Linked DNA regions of Mus musculus: regions 1, 2, 3 and 4 are each linked to region 5. The links are chromatin contacts, called in public Hi-C, promoter capture Hi-C and targeted proximity ligation maps. All regions are on one chromosome and are shown on one strand. The core of a region is the stretch at or near the end of the contact, and the rest is flanking DNA. Distances in the headings are between cores, read along the strand shown. Region 1 holds the start of Ms4a4c (membrane-spanning 4-domains, subfamily A, member 4C). Region 2 holds the start of Ms4a7 (membrane-spanning 4-domains, subfamily A, member 7). Region 3 holds the start of Fads3 (fatty acid desaturase 3). Region 4 has its middle 8.4 kb from the start of Ms4a6d. Region 5 holds the start of Vps37c (vacuolar protein sorting 37C).

Region 1 (2,700 bases), core at 95-2,594, 720 kb before region 5:
TTTGTTGAGATCCAGCAACACACACAAGCAGCCACTGCAGTGCTGGCTTCCAAAGTACAGGTTCCCAGAAAACAAATAACATGAAAATAATTATAAACCACAGGGCACCAGCTGGGGGGATTAACTCCGATAGGAAGAGCATGCACAGGTATGGGGCACACTGAACAGTTCCACAAGATATCACAAGGAGTGTTGAGGGCTGAAACTGAAAATGGCCTTTTGAGGGAAAGTGAAACTGAATGCTTAGGGTACTTAGTAAATGAAGCAAATTTCAACAAGCTCCAACAACTTCACACATTACATATATACAAACATACATATATACATAAATTCATACATACATTCATACATGATACATACATTCATACATACATACATATGGTAGATGGAACAAAGCTCCAACATACCATACACACACACACACACACACACACACACACACACACACTGGTAAATTACCTGAATAATTCCATGTTTCCCATCCAATGATATCAAGATCCAGGGTCATTGTTGAATGGTGTTTCAACAACTTAGATTCAAGTTGACTCTACACCCAGTTGGGTCAAGAACCTAAATTATAATTGCATCTATCTCCCCATGGATCCCATCTCAACTTTGATAGGCCATACTGGTATTTCATGTTTTAACCAATGTCAAAGTTATATCAATGTTCTTCCCCCCAACACCTGGGCCTCTGGCATCCTCCAGAGTCTCATGCTATGTGTGTAGTCTGTATTACCCTGGAGAAAGAACAGGTGAGACTAGCTTGACTGGTTCTAGATGGAGGACCTGGCTCTCTGGATCTTCAGCTGCTCTAGGAAGCAGCTTTGGAGAAGCTGGAGCTTCTTTGGAGAAGCTTTCAAAGATGAGGTATGACATTTGTTTTACACTCTTAGGAATGCCAATAGATTAAAAAACAGACAATGCTTATGTTTCTTCCTACTATGCTTTTAAAAAATGTTGTTTGGACTTCAATATCTCACACTCCATTGGCATCCCTATAATCAGCAATGACAGGTTATTGTAGAGAGAGCACATCAAACTTTAAATACTCAAATATTTAAGTTACAAAATAAGGACTATAAATATTCACCTCCTTATCATATTTTAAACCGTGCATAACAGATTATTTTAATCATAAAATGTTACAGAACAAAACATAAGTCTTTTCTTTAGAAAACTTGTTTTAAGTAAAATTTATTCCTCAACCTCCAATAAAATAAAAAGATGTACTAACCAGACAATGGGAAGGATCTGATGTCAGATGATTTATTCCAGGAGAAGTTTTGATTGTGTGTTCTCACAGGACTCTGTTCCCCCTTTGTAGATAGCAGACTGGTTAATTGTGCCAGGACTTCCCCTCCACTGACTAAGAGGCAGAACCTTTTGCTTCTGGCATTTCCTCCCCACCCACTTCAGCCATCATACATGAGTGGATGTGTACTCTGAGGATTCAAGGTAGAAACTATTGTCATTTAGACAAATGGATATGGGTAATATTTTGAAATGCAAATAACACTTTTATTGAGAATATAGACAAGTATCAATTTGTGGTATATTATTACAGTGTAGCATCCCAAACCATAATGACTGATGGGAGAAGGGTGGGATGGGGGAGGAGAAGGCAATAAGGGAGTTTGAAACATTTGGGTAGGAACAGCAGCAGGAGCATTATTTCCTTGTCTATTGTACATTGAGTACATTACTTCATGATCTCACTGTATCTTTACACACAGGCATGATCCATTGTACAATGACAAAAGTCTAGGAAGAGCCCAAAAGAGGGAGAGAGATGAATCAGGAGAGCTCAGGTGGCTCCTGGGGGCCTAGAACTGTGACCTACGACATACCTTCTGACCTAGGGAAATATCTGGTCTGTTGTATCCTTGGCTCCATTTTTAAAAAATGAAGGAATGGATATCACACCACCAATAAGTGGCAGGGCCAGAATTTCAACCACAAGTTGATTAGGAAGAAGCTCCCAGATTCTTCCACTTCACTGCAGTCAAGTTTCTATGAGGAGTTGGTAATTTATAAAAGCTACAAGGCCAAAAAAATTCAGAACATAGTGTAATTGACCCACATCTGTGGAATAGAATAATTAGGAACCAATGAATAAATATAAATAGAATGTGGGTAATTTTTGTAGGTCTTGAAAGATTTTCTGGGATACGTAAGATGTGTGATAAAAAATAAAGTTGTTGGAGCTTTGTTCCACCCAACAAATATATGAATGTATGTATGTATGTATGTATGTATGTATGTAATTGGTGAAGTAGTTGATGCTTGATTCATCCACCAAGTGTGTGTGTGTGTGTGTGTGTGTGTGTGTGTGTGTGTGTGTGTGTGTATGTGTGTCCGTGTGTCTGTTTGTGTGATTCTTTCCCACCTTTTTCTTGCTGACTCCAGAAAGTTTCACTGGACCCAGAGTCTTTCTTCCAGCCCCAGGGAGTCCTCCACTAGCCCCAGAGAATCAAGCTGTGTTCCCTCTAATAAAAGTCTGTTGAATGACCAATTGACTACTCTATGACCCACTCCAGTTTACCCTAGATGTCAAAGCTGCTCTTTGCCAAAACAGAAGGAGCACTCTTGACCACCCTCTATGAAGCCAGTGTCACTCTAATTACACACACACACACACACACACACACACACACACACACACGAAAACTACATGTCATTTTCCTGAAGAACATAGAT
Region 2 (2,700 bases), core at 158-2,657, 650 kb before region 5:
ATAATATGCTGTGGTTAACTTGAATTCTCTGTCTGTCTGTCTCACTTATGGTACAATTTCACCACACTTCACAGAACGGAAACTTAAAACTAACAAATCTTTGTGTTTACAACTATCTATGAACATTTTATACTGTGGTGAACTGTGGATAATGAAACCACAGAAAGCAAGACTACAAATAAAGGGTTCGTGCTATCGCGTAGAATTAAAACTAAACAAAACAAACAAGTCAAAGTAATTAATTTATGCTCAGGTTTGAAACAAAGTCATTCTTACAGCACACATAAAGCCTGACCATTCGTGTTTGTCTGCTCAGAACTTCTTGGAGCCATGCTGATTTATATCAATAACAGTTTTAGCTTCAAGTACACTAGTTGTATATGAGCATCTAGCATGGCATTGGAATCTCCATCTTTCTCTTCCTCTCTATAGTATTCCTCTTCTACTTCCTTTTGTCATCTTATAGGCCATCCTCTTTTAGACTTATGCAACAGGTATGGACTGGATTTCTGCTTGTTCTTGTTTTTAACTTATTTTGGAGCTATTTTGAGACATACTTCATTTTAATTAAAAATATTTTTATTGAAAATAGAAATTTGCTTTTCTACAGTATATTCTGACCACTGTTTCTTCTCCTCCTCCCAGATCTTCACCTCCCCACCCTTCCAACTCCATGTCTTTCTCTCTTTAGAAACCAAACAGGCCAGTAAATAAACAAACCAGAATAGAACAAAGCAAACAGAGAAATAGAGTAAATAAAAGAGAAAAATCACAAGAAACACATACACATGCAGAGAGACACACAAACAAAGCCAGAAAACAAAAAAATCAGATGCCATAAGGATAATCAAAATACAAGTTAAGGTTTAAAAAAAAAACAGTGGCCAAGCAAAACATTATGAGATAAACATCTCCAAAAATACCATGGAGTTCGTTTTGTGATGGCCGTCTACTCCCTTGAGTGTGGTTTGTATATTCAGTGATACTCCATTGGAAGAAACAAGTATTAACCTTGGGAGCTGCTACTGAGGTTTACGCTTTTAAAAGTGGTTTCCAACCAGCTGGAAATTATCTCCATATCAATAAGCTCTCTCAAGTCCAAATGTTCTCAAATCCAATAACTCTGATTTTCATGAACTCCTTACTCCCTTCCTCATTAATTCTGTAAGTCAGACGGTGAATTCTAATATCTCTCATTCAGAAGGGGACAGACTTAATGCAATATAGAAATGCAAGGAATCGTTCCCTACTTGACCAAATTTGTTTCGTGAGATGATTTTATTTTGTGTTATTTTTCCAAACCTCAAACTTCAGAAAGGGGAAGCAGAGCAGCTCTTCGTTTTCCTACTACTTGTAATTACTGCAAACTCACACCCTGTGTAATCACGAGTACTTCCGGGGAAAGCACACAAAATGACTGAGTGTCAAAGGCAGACAGTGCAACTTCTGGAGGAAACAGCTGGTAAGAGGTTGAGTCTGAGTTCTCCCAGGAGCAGAGTGAGCAGGCCCAGGAGCTGCAGCACACAGGACAGGGCTGTGAGGACAGGTAGGAACTTTGGGTTGGAATCGTACCACTGGGAGATGTTGTGCTCTAAATAGACAGTCTGGGAAATGGATTTTCATCCTGTTTTTTCTGTTGACCACTTGCAATAGTTGGTGAGGCCCATTTGAAGCCTCAGTTTACTTACTTGTCAAAAAGGAAAGCACCTTTGAGATCAGTTGAGATTTGAAGTGATGACCTTATATAGTTAGTTCCCTTAATTTCCCTACTCTTGCCACTTAGTCTTATAAAACATGTTCTCAAAGAAGACTGACATTTGAGAAAATGTTTAACTTGGAAACTATGGTTCTAATCTAACATTGCAACACAGAAAAGCACTGTGTGCAGAGGTGTTTGCCTGAATAGAAGAGATTTTGGAACTCTTTTCGAAAGCTAAGGGCCATTCCCACTTCATGTGAACATAATGAATGGTGAAGAACAAAGCATAGTTGGATTGGGAGGTGATGGTGTCAGTTGCCAGACATACTATAAAATGTAAGAAACATCATTATGTAGAGTTCCTTCCAAAATAGCCATATTTTAAGAATAGCTTAAATTCAGGAAATACATCTCTATATGCTATCATAAATAGATAATTGAACATATAAAATAAGCATAAGTTCTATGTGTTTTAAAATGCACAGGTGTTTCTTACAGCATTGTTCATAGTGATAACAAAAATAGAAGGAACCAAAATGACCATGATTATACATTCAGTCTAATGAAATGCATTCATTTGAATTTATCATTTGGATTTTTAATTCTAGTTTAAAATCCAATTACATAACTGTAGCGTTCTAACTACTGGAAGTGTGTGATTCAGTGGCATTCGATTCATTCATGCTTGGCACCCCCATGACAATCCACTAAACAACTGCTCTTCACCCACCCCTCCCCCACCATTTTACTTTTCTACAAAACTGAGTAGTAGGGGTACCTCATAAGTAGAACCACGCAGCATCTGACTTCCTTGACTTCATTTAAGATTTTGTTTTTGAGGTTTAACAATGTTTGCAGCATGTCAGAATATAACGTTTGCCTTTTATACTTAAGGCTATTGTAATTAGTCAAAGATTGATAAGAATTCTAAATGGTTGGAATGACCATTTGTACAGTGTTATAATTTGTGTAAAATCTTACATAAAGAGGAGAGAGAACTG
Region 3 (2,762 bases), core at 239-2,738, 650 kb after region 5:
TGCCAGGGCTCAGTGGGAGGGGCTGTGGCACCTCATGCCCATCATGCTCTGGTAGAAAGAAGGAAGGCTCACACACACACACACACACACACACACACACACACACACTGGCCCACAGGTTGATGATTTTCAGGAATTGTCTCATTCTTATCCCTCTCAGTTGCCTGGAGTGAATCCGGGAGGAGAGGGACAATGACAGTCCTGGGACACAGAGAACCTCCTCTGCTGCCACCAAGTTCTTCCACTAGAGAATCATTCCCTCCAGTCTTAAAGACCTTCCGGGTACCCAATGTGACTAACCTACAATTTTGGATAGTCGAGGGCAGAGCACCATGGCCTCAACCTTTGTCCATGGAGTGGGACTGAAGGAGGAAGGGTCTGGGAAATTGCTTCACCACTGGGCTCTAGCCAGATAGTCCTTCAGGCCAGTTCCATCCCTTCTTGTCTAGACACGGACTGAGAATGGGAAGCCAGAGTCCCCAGGGGCTAGTCGGTGACTGGGGTGACTGTGCTTCCCGTGGAGGCCCACCCAGCCTGGCAAAGTCTTCCCACGTGTAGCTGCCAGCCCAGCAGAGGTGAGTCACTGGCCCTCAGAACAGTCTACACAAGTGCTGGATAAGCCACAGACCTCCAGGCCCTGCCCAAGCTCTGCTGCCCAGCCCCCAGTTTCTGATGGCACGTCCCTATCGCTAGGGACCCAGCCCTGCCCCAGGCTCTTGGAAGCACCAGAAAATAGTCTGTGACACTCAGAGCAGAAAAGAAACCCTCAGTACAACAGTGAGGGTACTTACCTGGGGCAGAATCTGCCCCTCACGGCACACCCACCTCTGGGGGCCCATTCTTCCCTGAGATCTATTTATTCCACAGACTGACCCAAACAGCCCATCCTCCGTGAAAGAAAGAGACCTCCTTCCCTCAGGCTCCATCTCAACTCTGGAGCCAGGGAAGGGGTCAAAGGTCAGAAAGAGCAAAAAGGATGCTAAGGTCCGCAGGTGGAATGAGACGCCAAGCCTATGAACAACGTCTCCCTCTCCACCGCTAGTGCCAGGCTCCACCCCGCCGGCTGTGGGTTAGCTTACCGTGGCGTCCTCCGCACCGTGGTGGCCGATGAGGCGGCTACCCCCTGGGTGCCGCTGTGCCCAGCGGCTGATGTCGTAGACACGGCGCTCGATGACCAGCCACTTGTCGCCTGGTAGGTCATGCTGGCGGATCTGCTCCCAGCGGAAGATGGGTAGGGGCGCCCCCAGCGGTGCGGGCCCCTCCCGCGGCCCGGGTCCCCCTCCGGGCTCCCCGACACCGCCCATTGCCGCTGTACACAAGTCCTCCGGACCCCGGTACGTGACCAAGGTCTAAGAGAGACACTGAGGGAGGCGAGGTGGCAATCAGGGGTCTTCCTCCGCCCGCCCCACCGGCCCCGCCCTGCCGCTGCGGCCGCCGTAAGAGCGTGCGCCTGCCCGGCTCTCCGCGCAGGGAACTTTTCCCTCCCTTATAACCGCGCTGACAGCGCTCGCCTCGCCCGCCCCTCGTCCCGGCCCCCGCGCTGGCCAGTCCCGCTCTCGCTCCAATCCAGGCGCGGCGCCTCCACATCTATTGGCTGCCCGGGGAGGGCGGTGTCGCGAAGGGGCTTGCCCCACCCTCGAGGGCCTGGGGCCACCACGCCCGGCACTGCCCCCGGGGCACTGCCCCCCCCCCCCCCCAGTTTCTCGGACTCTCGGCTCAACTGAGAAGGCGGGGGATGGGGACCCAGCGCGCACGGGAGTCCTGCAGGCCGCTGCGCCCAGGCACACCCGCAGGGGCCCGAAATGAGCCCAAGTCTGAGCCCTGAAAGGCTGAGAAATGTAGTTAGGGACGTCACCGGTCTTTAACCAGGCATCCCAGGTAGCTAGAAATGAGGACACTACCTTGGGGTGACTGTCAACAGCCACCAAACAATGGACCTCATCCCCCAGTAAACCCTCAATATCCACGCGAGGAAGCCATCTAAAGCAATCTGCAGGAGCAGATGGCCTCTCCTCCTGGCTGTACGCAGGATTGGGGATGCCCAGGTTGGCCACTGGAGGAGGAGCAGAGGACACTGCTGCGTGGAGGTCTGCCGTTCAGGAGATGAAAGAATGGTCCAGTCTGCAATGGGTGGCTTGCTTGTCACCACCTCCCAGTTCTCCCCATTCATGGTGTCACATTTTTGACTTATTAAATTCAAATCCTCTTGAGAGTGTAACTACGTTCCCAATTGTACGATGTTTCTTTGAGACAGACATCAGTTCCTTAAAAGTTAAAAGCTTTCACAACTGGCAAACTTGAAGGTCCATCAGAATTTCCTTGAGGGCTAGTTAAAACAGACTCCCGCACACCACCCTAGTGTGACTCAGGGCAGAAAGGTGAGGCAGACCTGTTTGTTGGGAGCAAATCTTTTCAGAACCTTAAAGTGTATTTTTTCCAATGTGCAAACATTTCCTCTTGGTCTACCTAAGGATTTGTAGGTGACCTGACCTCTAAGGCACCCCTGTGGATAACAAAACCAACCTGTGTTTCTTGCCTACAAAAAACCAGTATATGCATGTAACCTTCACATATCCCCTCATACACTTTAAGTCAGCTCTGAATTCTTAATAATGTCTAATGTGATGTAAATGCTCTATAAATAATTGTTCACTGCATTGTTTAGGGAACAATAAGACTAAAAAAGGCTGAAAGCATTCACTCCAGATGCAACTATTACAGGCCTAAATACACAGGACAAGGAGGAAAGCAGAGGCGAGCAA
Region 4 (2,700 bases), core at 17-2,516, 920 kb before region 5:
GGTCAAAGACCTTAACTTTTGGAGACACCAGCCAAGCCTAGGAGTGCACAGCCTTCAAATCCCTTCCCTTACTATAACCCAGGACATATCAGGCACTCCACAATTTGCTTACAGTAGGTCACTATCTTTTCAGCTACATTCCAGTCAGTCAACTAAATGAGCTGTTAGTGCCCTCCCTAACCCCCAACCTAAAACATTATATTCAGCCGATCTGGGTAGAGAGCTCATTTTGATAAATATACGCAGCGCCAAATCCAACCATTCTTTAGCTATCTTCCTGTGCACACTTAAACATCTGTTCCCACACAATATTTTTGAGACTTCCGCTCTGTAATAACAATGTAGAAAACCCAAGCAGTTGTTTTTCTTTTCCCAGACGCCAGCGGATTGTGCTGCTTTAAATGCCTAGATTTTTATTAACACAGTATTTATTTACTTATTTTTATTTTATGTGTGTGTTGTCTCTGTGTTAAGGTCAGACTGAGACATCTGTTATCTCCCTCTATTGCTGTCCACCTCATTGCCGTGAGACAGGCTCTCCTGCTGAGCTGGCAATTATGTTCACCTAGGCTGTTTGGCTAGCCATCTTGGCAGCAACAGCAATTCATGCAAGCCTGGCCACGGCAAAGCTCATCCCCTCCCACCCCTCAAGAACAAATATGTTTTCATTATGTGTACATTTTTTTCTTTTCTCTCTCTTTTTCCCCTGACAAATCTCTCCTGATATGATACATGATATTTGATTACACGCTATAAATTACATCCAGAACATTAGCCAAACTATTATGAGAAATACCAACCTGCTCATGTAGCCCATTTACTATATGGTAGAATATGGAATGAGAAAGGTTCATCTGGCCTCACAGGGAAAAAAAAGTGAGCATGAGGATTAGATAATGTTTTCTAAGTTCTTACTGGTGATCTGTGTATCCCCTTCTTTCCTACCTATCAGTCACTGCATTAAAAACTTTACCATAGAGAGGGAAATTCAGGATGCCATGGGGCCTCAGGAAGGAAACAGATGCTTGTCCCTAGAGGGAAGGGTTTCTGGCTGGCACTGAGGAGGTTAGTGTGAAGAGAAGAAGAAAAATGGTGAGCACCAAGCTTCCAGGTAGTCTTTCTTCTGTGTCTTTGTGAAAATGTCCTGCGGCATTTGTGAAGTTGCATAATGCCTGTCCAACTTTTACATCTTGGGCTGGTTTTATGTGTTCATTATAATGATGGTGAAGATAATTCTACTTCCTGTTTAGAAAAGGTGTTCCTGTAGATTATTCCAAAAGAGGAACCACATTGAAAAGCAATGTTATCTCTCCTGGTTCTTTTCCTTTCTTAGTCATAACTTGATTAGATATATAATCTCATGTTTTTATATGATCTTTTGCCTTTTTTCTCTTTTATTTCTCATTTGTTCATAGTATAGGACATAAGTATGTCCCCTCATGTTCTAAAATATTTAATATTTAAGCACTATCATGTTATGATTAAGCATCTTTTCTGGTGGTGTTCTTCCAATCAAAGGGTGGTCTGGGGGCGCCTCAGGCAGTTAAGTGCCTATGTCACAAGCAGGCAGACTTGATTTCAGCTTATCCAGAACCCATATAAAATATCCATGCCCATGGCACATACATACAACATGGAGGAGCTGGGAATGCTGAGATAAGAGGGACTTTGGAGCTTATTGTCCAGCCAGTGTAGTCAAATTGATGAGCTCCAGGTCTGGTGAGACAGCCTGACTCAAAATATAGGGTGTGTCAGTGTTGGTAGGTTTACATGGGAAGGATGATCTATCAAAGAAAGAGAGCCACTATAGGATGAATTCAGGCTTCTCAGCGGCTGTGGGGGGTGGGGGAGAGGGGAGGAAAGCTTCTGAGGTGCTGAACCCTGAGAACAGCACCCTTGAAGCTCTGTTTATTGTTACACAAAATGTACTTTTAGCAAGTCAATTTCCACATACCAAAACTTCTTATCTGATCTAGGGGTTATCATCACCTAAGCAAGTCTCAGCTGTGGTTCACCAGGTCGTCTCTGACCTAAGATAAGCAAAGGCTCTGAGAAACCTTCCAAGGGATAGCCTCATAAAATCTCAGATAACCATCACTGACAAAGGCTATATTAAAGGTTAGGTGCCTTCACTCCAGAGTCCTGCCAGATTCAAAGGTTCCACCCCTGAAATTCTGTAACAGGTGGACAGTGATTGATGAAGATCTCAACATTGGCCTCTGGCCTCTGCATTCATGCATAGTTGTGTACTGCTGCACATGTGCACTCCCACAGAGAAGGAGGAGGAGGGGAAGGAGGAAAAGAAAGAGGAGGAGTAGAAGGCACCTTTGATAGTCTGGGGCCAATTAGAAAACTCAGAGTAGATTTATTAGGGTATGTTTAACATCTTGAAGTATAAATGATAAATAGTAACAGAAATTTGAGATGGCATCTGAGGCTTGAGTTCATCCTGGGGAAGGACAAATTTGGAATGGGTTTGTTTCCTGGAGAAAGTGTGGTTTAACTACTTGAAAGAAGTGTGTAGATTTATCCAGGCTGGAATGCGTCTGCAGTTAAGTAACAAATTATTTGCAGTGGGTGATCAGTAGTAGTGTCACTGCTGTGTAGTGAATGTTTGGGGCAAGTCGGGGCTATGCTCTTCAGAGTGCATGAGGTTTACAGGAAGGAAAAGCACACAGCCACAGGAGGCTGGCTGTCTCC
Region 5 (2,849 bases), core at 284-2,783:
TATTAGAGTTAAAGACTCATTTGCTTTGTTAAAAAAAAAAAATCTAACAGCCACTCATTGGTTGATAGTAGCCAATTCTGTAAACGGGTCACCAGTCACTCAGAGGTGTTCTCTATATCCAGTAACCAGTGTAAAACACCCCCAAAACAGTACCCAGCAAGGACAGCCACACAAGCAATCAGAACTACTGCTTGGCAAAACAGCAACAGAAAACAGCCCCACTGAAGCACTCCATCATGTTTTCTACTTAATGGAAATTACAAAGGCACTGGGCCAGATTTCCAAGACAATCTTACGAAAAAGGCTTTTTTTTTTTTCTGGGCACTATGACTGCCAAGAACAAAGACTCATTTCAGAGTCCACCATTTCACCCAGCAGCCCTCAGTTCCACAATCCCCAGATCAGGGCCCTCCCTGGGCCCCAAGCAAAGAAGAGTCTTTCCCTTCTAAGTCCCTCTATCACCACCATTTCTAGCTGCAGGACTGACAGTCACTGAATGTGGAGTGGCACGCTATTGGTAGAGACACCTGGAAAATATGCAGGGAGCGATGAAGGAGCCCTGGTATCCGTGAAGTTTCTTGGCTCAAGGTGGCTAGCCCAAATCTGATTGACAAGGTATAGGCTGGACTCAAGAAATGTGACCCTGATGATAGTCCACTCTACCAGTAACTCAAACACATCTCTGGGAATGTCTTGGCCCACCAAAAAAAAGTGAAAGAACACCCCTAAACGGCTGTGAGGGGAGAAACAAAGCAGAACCAGGCACATGCTGGGACCATACACCTGGAAGGCCCAGAAGTAAGGATGGCTCAGCCATGCTGGACAGTTCAAGTCGGGGTCCAGAAGAAAGGGGAAGAACCCTTACCTATTGCTAACCTGGGGAATGATACAGGCCAGCAAGACAAAGGCCAGAGTCCCTCTAACTCCACTATATCGCAGGGGCAAGTCAGAATACACACAGGCCTCAGTTTCCCAATCCGTACAAGGGGCAAAGAGGCTCTTAATGACACAAAGGCCACAAGGTACTCCTACAGAGGGTGAAGGGTTGCGTGGCGTTAGCGGATAGGTGGGAGGGGGCGGGGCTGAGGCGACCGGCGAGGACAGCCTCCCACCGTCCATCCCTCCCACCCCACTGCAGGGGCGCAGGCCCGCGGGGAGTCACGCGCCCATCGCGCCCAATCGCCGGCTTCGGCCAGGAAACCCATCTCTGAGTTCGCCGGCAACGCCCCCGGCACGGTAGGCCGCTGCCCGCCGCCGCCCGAGACCTTCCCCAGCGGCGCTCACCTACCGGGGCCGCCGCTACCGCGGGCAATCAGCCGCTGCCCGCACTTCCGGGATCCACGAGCCCCGCCTCTACCGGATGTGACTTACTCCCGCGTCCAGCTGAGAACGAGCCGCACTGCCCCTCCGCCGCGCCCCGAGTGTCCTGCCTTGTAGGCCTAGGGGTGGCCACGATACCTGCACTCAGACGCTGGTGGCTTCAGGCGCCACACCCGCGGAAGGCCACTCGGCCCCGCCCGCGCGGGGGAAGGCACCACCCCTAGCCCCGCCCCCGCCGTAGGACTCCGCCCATTGCGAGTACGCCTGCGCAGACTTGCAGGCGTCCCTTCGTTTGCTCTGAATATCCTGAGACAAGCGTGGAACTTCCAAAGGGAGGCTCCAGATGGGCTCTTATTGCACCACGGTATCCCCGGCCTGCTGCGCACACTCCTTTTTATAGTTTGGCCTCAGGACTAGAATGGCTGCGGTCCTGAGTCCCCTTCAGACACTGCTAACAGCTCTGAGCTTTCCTAAAAAATCACCCTTTGTCAGGACCGTAGATTGCTCTTACTCGTCTGTAGATGAGTGTGTAAGCGTCAGACTTGATCCATCCTCACTCGCCCAGAGTGACAAGCCTCAGGAAGGGATGGAAACAAACCAGCCCTGAGAGGTGAACGCCATTCCACTTTGGCTGCAGTGGTTAGATTAGCTTCCAGCCTAAGAAAACCCTGCCACCCTTTGTTATACATTAGAACTTTTGTTGCTAGTGGCAGAGACCAGCACAAATTGGCCTCTTCAAAATGGTAATTGCTGGGTCATACAACGAGAAGTCCAAAGGCCCTAAGTGATACCAGGCTCAGTGTCAGAGGCCTCCACCTTCACTTGACTCTGACTTCTGTCCACCCAAAATGGATCTCACCTCAAAGAGAAGGAGAGAGCCAAGAAAGAGTGACCATGACATGGGACACAGGTTCAGGTTGCCTTAAATAACATGTTCCAATGTAAAAGTGCTTTTGTGAAGTCTGTACAGTAACAGAATAAGGCTACCCCAAGGCATTTTACAAATACATTGCTGGGACCATCAGGCCAGTGGGTAATGAGAAATTAGGGAAAATCTCTGTTTGGGTCTGAGGTGCTATTTGATTACATTTTAGCTTTGGGGTCTGCTGAGTTAGTGCATCCCAAAAGGTTTACCCGATAATCACATTGATATGAGGTAAGGCACAGAAGTGAGCAACATTTATTAAGGAGAATAACAATAATTATCAGTTAATTGGACCCTGTAACATCCCAGCTTTCCACAATCAAGAAGTTCTAATCAGTCAACAGAGTTGCAATTTTATTTATTTATTTATTTATTTATTTTTGAGGGGGGACTTCCATCTTGTAAGTTTCTCTTTTGGGTCATCGAATTTCATCAAGATCTCCCACTTTTTCTATTTCATATTCTAGATCTAAAATGATCATCATTGTCCCCATTGGTCAGAACTCCCTCCCCTTTACTACCTCATGGGGTCCCTGGGTACTCAGGTCTCAAGTCCCCTGTGCTGTCCTAGAACTCTCAAAGTAGTCAAGAGTAAGCTCTCACC

Evidence for each region. Promoter capture Hi-C pulls out the DNA fragments that hold promoters and counts their contacts. A called contact is a pair of places that touch in the nucleus more often than the background predicts.
Region 1: a contact with region 5 is called in a targeted proximity ligation map of bone marrow-derived dendritic cells, with 2.6 times the contacts expected there. A contact is called at or near these places in 1 of 39 promoter capture datasets (pre-B cells) and 1 of 130 datasets of targeted methods (bone marrow-derived dendritic cells).
Region 2: a contact with region 5 is called in a targeted proximity ligation map of bone marrow-derived dendritic cells, with 4 times the contacts expected there.
Region 3: a contact with region 5 is called in a Hi-C map of myocytes, with 4 times the contacts expected there. A contact is called at or near these places in 1 of 484 Hi-C or Micro-C datasets (myocytes) and 1 of 130 datasets of targeted methods (pancreatic cancer cells).
Region 4: a promoter capture Hi-C map of the HPC-7 cell line shows a contact between it and region 5. A contact is called at or near these places in 4 of 39 promoter capture datasets (the HPC-7 cell line, hippocampal neurons, liver and 1 more), 2 of 484 Hi-C or Micro-C datasets (cortical neurons and pro-B cells) and 1 of 9 other capture datasets (adipose tissue).

What each region holds. Positions count from the first base shown.
Region 1 is chr19:11,406,305-11,409,004 of GRCm38.p6, reverse strand. Ms4a4c (membrane-spanning 4-domains, subfamily A, member 4C) reads right to left here and starts at 1,344. Exons shown (of 7, transcript NM_029499.3): 1 at 1,238-1,344.
Region 2 is chr19:11,334,853-11,337,552 of GRCm38.p6, reverse strand. Ms4a7 (membrane-spanning 4-domains, subfamily A, member 7) reads left to right here and starts at 1,407. Exons shown (of 7, transcript NM_027836.6): 1 at 1,407-1,546.
Region 3 is chr19:10,040,274-10,043,035 of GRCm38.p6, reverse strand. Fads3 (fatty acid desaturase 3) reads right to left here and starts at 1,488. Exons shown (of 12, transcript NM_021890.3): 1 at 1,080-1,488. The coding sequence starts at 1,304.
Region 4 is chr19:11,611,812-11,614,511 of GRCm38.p6, reverse strand. No RefSeq gene overlaps it. Among named protein-coding and RNA genes, the nearest start is that of Ms4a6d, 8.4 kb to the right of the region's middle.
Region 5 is chr19:10,687,419-10,690,267 of GRCm38.p6, reverse strand. It overlaps Vps37c (vacuolar protein sorting 37C), which reads right to left and starts at 1,533. Exons shown (of 5, transcript NM_181403.3): 1 at 1,289-1,533.